Linked DNA regions of Drosophila melanogaster: regions 1 and 2 are each linked to region 3. A link is a contact called in public Hi-C and HiChIP or PLAC-seq data. All regions are on one chromosome and are shown on one strand. Each heading gives the region's core, a stretch centred on a gene start, on an enhancer-like site or on the middle of the called end of the contact. The rest is flanking DNA. Distances are from core to core; before and after follow the strand shown.

Region 1 (2,836 bases), core at 64-2,563, 41 kb before region 3:
CGTTGTCGTTTCTCCAATCGTATCACTTCATGCAACATGACTTCGGCGGCACCACTAACACCATTCGCCATTTGCTCCATAAAATCTTTAGTCAACGTCATATTTAACTTGGATAACACTTTAAAGTTGAATGTCTCCCAATTGGCCAACTTCAGCTGAACACTACTCTTCTTCGGATAATTGAAGAGATCCACCAAGCGCGGATAATCGCGTTTGAATATTTCGGCCAGCGGCAAAACATCGGAAAACTCGCGACGCAATCTTTGAGTGCTAATACTATTTTGTTGCATCCATTTGTTAACTTCCTCTAACTCTTCGCGGCTCAGATTCTTGCCACTCACGATATGCATCCTTGGTGATAATGATATGATATGCAATAGCAAAATCAATTTGTAAATATGGTCTCGGCTTTATTGTTGTGTGGGTATACACATATTAAAATATCCGATGTGTCTGAGTTTGAGTCTGAATCGGCTAAAAGATTCAACTACAGTGAGTGCAAATCCAAAGCATCCTTTGGGTAGGAATCTTAAATATGGGATAGTACGGTAAAAGCTATTATATTGGGGCATTATTAATACCCCTTTTATTCTTATTTTGAGTCTTGGAAAATTCCCATTCAAAGTCTTCTATGCTTTCGTATTTATAAGTTTCTGTATGATTTGTTTGCCGACAACACCGTAGATTCAATCCCTACTTTTTGGCCTACACTGCACTGGAGTATAATACTTTTCAGTATACACGTATTATTGTATCTTATAATTTAGATCATCAGTTATCTGTTATACTACTTACCGATGTTATACTAATACAATTAATGTATAACAGCAAATCGCGTTCAAGAACACAAGTTTGCTATTTGTAAGCACTGTAAAATGTAATGTAGAAAAGTTTATGTAAAGTATATTACGATTTAAATGCGATTTACTTGTATAGCTTATAGTTAAAAAATTCTACCATGTTAATTATATTCATATCAAATAAAAAGAAATTAAGATAAAAAAAACCTTTGTTGATTGGTATTTAAAATAATTAACTACTGAAAAATCGATTCATTCACTTAGGAACCAACTTTCGCTACCAGCTCATGAATTTCCCAACTTCAATAAAATCCCTGGTGAAAGCTTTGGGACAGACCTTTCTTTCCCCAACTAGGGGAGATGTCCCGAGCAGTGTTGAGTATCCGTATGGACTCAACAGAAATCCCCTTTGAGTGACTCACTCACTGGATTCGAGTGTGCAGACAAGCTTTCGCTCATTTGTGTTCGGCTTTTCATTTGAACGCTTGGAATGGAGTCCAAAGTTTTTGCCAACGACAGTTCATTACGGTTTTCAAGGATAAGCGATACCTACGTGCTCGCCGGATAGAGCGCATGTGAATATAACGCACCAAAGTACATCTGCGTATTTCCTACCGTCTTTATAACATAGTTTGAGTAAATTATCTTTTTTTCAGTGTGTACACAAATGTGTTAATAATAAAATCAAGTATAAACTTCTGTATGCCTGGATAAAGTAATATTTTTTTGTGCATTTTTTTTGTTGTTGTTGTTGCTAACTCAATGTGCCAGTGTATTTTTTTTGTACAAATGTGACTTGTGCCAACAGAGCAAGGGATTTACTAATCGCCGCAATTCCAATCAGGTATCTTGAATGGTAGACAACACAACACATCGCTGCACATGGTAAGTGAAATAGGGATAGAAAAAACGGCTGTCAAACTGCATGAATATTTAAGGGACCAATTAACTGCTGAGCTTAATCAAAAATTCCAGTAAAAAGTTAATCAAATAATATAAATAATTTAATTTAATATAAATTTGTGAAGTTCCAACTAGTATTCGAAAAATGAGACTATTACGTTTCGTTAGCTTTTTATAAATGAATGAATCCGCCATGGGCAAAAAAAAAAATATTAATCTTGCTGCCACAGATATATCATTTTCGATGGGTGTATAGACAGGAAGCTTAGATTATGGTAGAGGAGACGAACTCAAAACGAAATAAGAAAAAATGCCGCTGGCAAGTGTCCCAAAAAGCAAATTCCACGCTACTCACTGGTCTGCTACCAAATATATTGAATCGTTTTTTTATAATTGACAAAATATAATATCCACCGCAAAACAAATTCATTTTTCAACACCTTTAAGTTCGTTTTTGTTTCACAATAATATTTTGTTTTACGTTATTTTAAATTCCAAATTCCACAAGCCAAACACATATGCGCTTTTCATGGCCAGCAATTTTAAAAAGCTTAAAAATTTTAAAAATTATTCATACTTCATACTAAAACCGGGTCGTGTCGCACGGCGCATTTTTTCGTTATTGTATTTGTTTTGTTTTGCATGCCTTGAGCCAAGAATTAATAGTCAGTCCTCCTCCATTATTTGAATAGTTCAGTCCCATGGGCCTAGAGATGCGCTGATCAAACCATTGTTCGAGAGCCTTTAACGTCCCCCTCATAACCTTCTAAGCAAAATCTATAGCCTGCCCCATTAAACTGGGTCACACAGATTCACAATATCTTCAATTTTTACTGCGCTTTAATAAAAATGAACATAGAGTATCAGGCTTTAAGATGTTTTGGTTAGTTTATTGGGCTTATACATAAGTGCTTTTTTGTTATCCATCGGCCACTTGGCAAAACCAACACAAGAAAAGAAATAAAAAAATAGTAGTGACATAAAAATGTGAGAGCAGATTTTTGTACATATAAATGTATCAAGTGTTGTGTCCCGAAGCTCAAGCATTAGGTCACTTTTTCCCAAACTTTTAAATGACTAACATAAAACACTGCAGACAAACCAAAGTTCAAAGTAATTTGTTTGCATTTATT
Region 2 (2,700 bases), core at 72-2,571, 44 kb after region 3:
TCTCGCTCTCGCTCGCACTCGCGGGCGCCAATGCACATGCAGTTGTTGCTATCTCGCTTGCTCACGCCCTGCGACACAAACAAACCAGCAAACGCAACACACATACACACCGAGTCACACACACATACAGTTATACAGATAGAGGGACACCCACACACACAGAGACACCCGCGCACGACGACACACAATCAAAAACCCATTCGGCTACAATCGCCCACCACCACGCCCCCTTTTGCCCACTCTCTCTCGTTCTAATAAAAGACCCCCCCGCCGCACAGCGCCATCCGCCTCCCATTCGTTTGCCTTTCGACCAATGACACTCGACGACAATATTAGCGAGCACACACATACACTTACGCACTCTCGCACTCACACACACACACACACTCGCATACACGCACACGCAAAAAAACGAGTCACAAAAAACGAATTGTCGACGCCGACGCCGGCAGCGCTGCCAGCAGAGATGCTGGGTATGTCCCCAAACGAAGGAGGGCAAAAGAAGGAAAAAAAGCAGAAAAAATATATCAAAGAGAAAAAGGAGCGCGTACATGTGTATATGTAATCCAATCCAAGCAGTGGGCGTGGGTGGGTGTAAAAAACGAAGGCGCAACGCACTTTGTGTGTGTGCAAAAAGCAAGGAAGCCAATCCAAAAGACGCAACGACAAGCGACAAAACGACAAGCGACAAACGACAAACGACGACGGGCGACGTGCGACACTTGGGTGTGGGTGCGAAAGAGATGGCGCGACTCGGCAATTGGAATGCATGTGGAAGAAGAAGCAGCTGGGAGCCGAGGTATAAAAAAAGTAAATAAATAGGAGGCACACGAAGCAGGACATTCGCTGTTATCCTGGAAGACAAACCGAACACCCCCCACCCAACCTTTTTTTTTCTCACACCCACACACACACAAATGTCCTGCGAGGGGCGGAGCACCAATACCAATACCAATTCACTTGAATCCTTTTTTAGTTGTTTTTTGTTATTTCTTTGGTTTTCGTTTTTTTTTTCATGGGTAGCACAGTAAAAACAGTTGTGGAAACAATAAAAAAAAGTACAAAACTTAAAATGTATAAACTAACGGTTTTAGCGACGGCAAAACACAAACGGTTTCTTCGGTTTTTTTGTTTAAATTTATTTTTACGTTTTATTTTAAATTTTTTAGGTTGTTTAAAAAACGGCGACAAGGTTTTTTTGTTACTGCGAACGCTGGTCTACAATTCCGATTCGATTCTTTTCCCAACCGATTCCCGATTACCGATTGCGGTAAATGTGCGGTGCGATGCGATGCGGCAGCGGCAAGTCGACTTCACTGTTTGAAATCACGTCGCCGCCGCTTTTGCTGCTTTTGCCGCTTGGCGCTCTGCTCAAAAAAAAAAAGTACAAGAAAAAAACAAAAACAACAACAACAGCGAGAGCAACGAACGAGTCTGGGAGCCAAACAAAGCACGCACACACACGCAGCGCCTCTATTTACATGTGAATTCTCTGGACACTCGCACACCAACGCACAGGAGCACACACACAAAGCACCTCACACACTCTAACGCGCTGTCCATTCGCTTGTATCGCCGGCTCACTCGCACTCGCGCGGAGAGACCCAAAATGCAAGCAGTCGAAAGCAGTGCTCGCATCTTAAGAGCGGCAAGAGAGCGAAGAGAGTACTTGGGCAGCTCTTTTGAGCGCTAAGAGAGAGTCCTGCGATATGGTTATAATATTTTTGTGTGCTTCCCTATCATTTGGGTACAATTATTTATCAGTTCAAATTATTAATGGGCAATTGGCAGTTTTCCGTGCGAAATGGTTGTTCTGGGACTTCTTTTAGTGGTTTAGATACAGAAATCACATCACGCAAACATAATTCATGTGCTAAAATACATTAACGTACGTTAATCTGTTAAATTTGTTTTGTTTGATGCGCAGAACCATTTAAATTGTTGAATATTTTAAAGTTTTAAATTTTGCTTTCATTTTATTTTATTTTTTTTCAAAATAGAAGTTGAAAAATAGTTGAAGATGTATTCTTTTAATAGATTTTTAAAGACTTTAAAAATTATTGCTACAATATTGCTAAATATGATATATTTTCCTTCTACATTTTAAAATTCGAATTAGTATATAATATATATTAGTATGTATAACTACTACAGAACATTTTTATTTGGACTTAGTATGACTTTTTTTTTTGCCAACATAATAATAACAAAATTGACCAAATAACTTGATTATTGCATGCAAATAAGATGCTTTACCAAATTTCCCAACAAAAAGAAGATTAATTCCCGTTGTAAGATTTTAAGGAGGATAATTTCAAGCTTTTTACTGTCTTCGGTTCAATTTCTAACTTAAATAGCTTAAATGCCTTGTTTCAAATGAACATTTATCTTGCATGCGGAATTTAAAAGGATGGGAAATTACATAGCAATGCTAATTTATGTAAGGCTGCAAATTGGCGAAAAGCCTTGTTATACGCCTTAAAGCTCTTAACTGCAATCCTTTGCGAAACATTGGGGAGCCCCATTTGGGGAATTGAATGCAGAAACCAAATGTCAATTGCATACAAATGGGATAAATTTATACCCCCCCCTATACACACAAATATATAAAGATATATGTATATATACCCATATATACGTGTTCTTGGATTTGTAGACACATTTTGTTTATTGGATGCGAAAGTAAATACGTGAGTGTGT
Region 3 (2,700 bases), core at 155-2,654:
TGAAAAATGTTAATAAATGGTTGTATTTAATAAAAAAAAAACATGTGAAAACAAGCAAACATTTTACTGAAAAATATGACTATTTTGAAATATTGTATCCCAAAGAGCCCAACCCTCCTCAAATCTTATAAATTCGAATGTGTGTGTGTGTGTGTGCTGTTGTGTGTTTTTTTAGTGTACCTTTACGGTCCATAGCATGGATCGATTTATGGCATAAATTTACCCTTACCACCACGGAATTGGGAATTGCATCCCTAATTCCGCATGGAGTCTCGTTCCAAATAGATTTTGGATTTTGTGTTCCCAAAATGAATCAGTGTCCGTTCCGATTTGGGAAGAGCCCGTATTGAAGGCAACTGTGAAAGACATTAAACTGCAGCCGCTGCTCTCATTTGCTTTTGCTTTTTTTTTTCTGATTGGACCTAGGTTTTCTTGCTTTTTCTGCCTTTTTGCTTTCGTCATTGTTATGGTTATTTGCTGTTGCTATTGCCGTTGCGCACAGTTGGGTTAATATTTCGAAAATAAGCCATAATTGTGTGTCTCAGCCACCATTTTGTGGTTTTAGTTGAGTTTGAGTTTGTGCTTGCTTTGGTTATTTCCTTCATTTTTTTTTGTTATTTTTTACATATATTTCTTTTTTACGTTTAATGCTTAGTGCGCCTCGTTTTTTCCGTTGGTTTGGCAGCTAGACGGCCAAAGTGTGAGTTCGGATTGGAGTTCATTCACCGCGCAGTAACTGACGGATGCCAATAAGAATATCCCAGATCCCAGTTGGTCTTGAAGAAAACCCCCAACGTTATTTCGTTTTTTTTTTTTCACAAACTCTTGCTTTAACCCGCACTCACTCACGAATACAACAAAAACAAAAACAACAACAACAACAACAACAAAAAGATACAAAATCATACAGATACACACACTCGCACTAACGTTCGTTCACACACACAACCACTATAAACAATCGGCGGTGGTTGAGATCCCCAAAAACCCCTCCCCCACCGAACCAACGAACCACCACTGTTTTTATGTTTCTCTGTTTTGAGTATTATTAATTTCGCCGTACATCGGTGGTACAATGTGTGTTACAAAGCCAAAAAGCCCGAAAAAAAAATAAATGAAAAACAGTCGAATATTTTGTCGTACTTGATGGTAAAGTAAATATAACACACAGATGCAAAGGCGGTTAGACATACAGGGCCAATATACAGATACTATCCGTATATACGGTGTGATTGTATTTGACTTTATTTAACGACAATTACCTAAACAAACGTGAACAATAGAATAGCGGCGGTACGACGACGCGCACTTAACAACAAAAAGTACTCCGGCGTTCGGGAACGGGAAAACCAAACAAAAAAATAACACGTCCGCTCACCACAAGATTTCAAAGTTGACTGCGACAGCAACGATTTTTTTTGCGGCAAATGGAATCCACAATACGATCCACTTTTAATAACATAGGCTTCTCTTAAAGCGTTGTATTTGTATTCATTGTATCTGCAGCGCTACCGGACTGGCGAGATTTCGTTCTGGCTTAAGTTAAGATTTCCGGCTGACCTGGCCTACACCGAAAGAAACGGGTGAAATTGGCATATATCTTATCATATTAATTGAATCAGAAGATTGTTTTAATTTCGTATATTCTTATGGCTAAAGAAATGTTTTTAAATTAAATGTTTATAACGTAGGATGTATAAATAACAATTTGTTCTTAACAAGCCACTGCAATGGTCCTTGTCGACGAACCAAAAATATACTTGCCAACTTTCAAATAATGGGTATACAAAATTATACAGGAGATTTCTTAACGTGTTGCTTATTTTGGTTCTATTTTTTCAAGTAAGGATATTTTAAGGCGTTGCCACAAGTTCGACCTATGATGTTGCCAGCAGCATGGAATAAGAATGCTGAGAATTCAAATTATGAAATTTATTAAAAGTAAGAAATGAAATTATTTGGCTCTTAAAAAAATAAATTTAAAAGAATGTTTAGTATGTGCTGAATGGAAATAATGGTAATTTAACAAAATATACTGAAAACACGTCAATTTAAAAAATATCACACCTTAAAATCGTTAGCCTTAATATCGGTTTTTTTTGCCATGTGCCTTAAAATAAATTTAGATAACATTTTTTTGTAAAATGTTACATATTCAATTAAGCGTTTCGAACCCATTTGGAACCACTTCTTTTAAGGCTACATGAGACTTTCTACAAATATTGTATTTCCGCAATGTAGGTTTGTTACGGCTAAAACTTATTGTTTAAGCAAAATCAGTGGATATGGCAACGCTCGTAAGAAATTATAGAAATATGTGAAGCGCCATCCAGCGGATAGTGCAAGTTCTGCAAAAGCGCGCGTAGTAGCTATTTTTGGAGACTAAACTACCGCCATCTGTTGGTGTTTATTCAAAACAGACGTAAAAAAGTATGTTACACAAAATAAATTTTTTGTGTAGTTACTATATTTTTAGGGTTGACTAGCGTTGTGCTATTTTTCAGTAATAACAATAAAATAAATAGTGATCGCTAGATAAAGCTAGGGCTAATCAAACTGAAAAACGAAATAAAATTGATTATGTTTATCTGTAGTTTATGCAGACAAATAAGTAAACTAACTACACTATTTCACAATTTGCCTTACAAGTAAAAAATGAAACCAGCAAAATTTACTTGAAATCGGCATAACTAATCGCAA

Evidence for each region. Hi-C and Micro-C count contacts between places; a contact is called where the count stands out from the background. HiChIP or PLAC-seq counts read pairs in DNA pulled down with a chosen protein or histone mark.
Region 1: a Hi-C map of the Kc167 cell line shows a contact between it and region 3, with 2.5 times the contacts expected there. The contact joins the promoter of dpr18 here to the promoter of CG42354 in region 3. A contact is called at or near these places in 7 of 107 Hi-C or Micro-C datasets (the Kc167 cell line, the OSC cell line, the S2 cell line and 1 more) and 2 of 6 datasets of contacts at active chromatin or transcription factors (both in the Kc167 cell line).
Region 2: a contact with region 3 is called in a CP190 HiChIP or PLAC-seq map of the Kc167 cell line, with 2.4 times the contacts expected there. The contact joins the promoter of disco-r here to the promoter of CG42354 in region 3. A contact is called at or near these places in 48 of 107 Hi-C or Micro-C datasets (the D17-c3 cell line, the Kc167 cell line, the ML-DmBG3-c2 cell line and 20 more) and 2 of 6 datasets of contacts at active chromatin or transcription factors (both in the Kc167 cell line).

What each region holds. Positions count from the first base shown.
Region 1 is chrX:16,062,425-16,065,260 of dm6, forward strand. dpr18 (defective proboscis extension response 18) reads left to right here and starts at 1,314. Exons shown (of 9, transcript NM_132874.2): 1 at 1,314-1,394; 2 at 1,457-1,685. It overlaps CG12395, which reads right to left and starts at 474. Exons shown (of 1, transcript NM_132873.3): 1 at 1-474. The coding sequence starts at 350.
Region 2 is chrX:16,147,656-16,150,355 of dm6, forward strand. It overlaps disco-r (disco-related), which reads right to left and starts at 1,322. Exons shown (of 4, transcript NM_001272670.2): 1 at 1-1,322.
Region 3 is chrX:16,103,542-16,106,241 of dm6, forward strand. It overlaps CG42354, which reads right to left and starts at 1,405. Exons shown (of 6, transcript NM_001144730.3): 1 at 1,263-1,405. It overlaps CG42353, which reads right to left and starts at 1,405. Exons shown (of 5, transcript NM_167485.4): 1 at 1,263-1,405.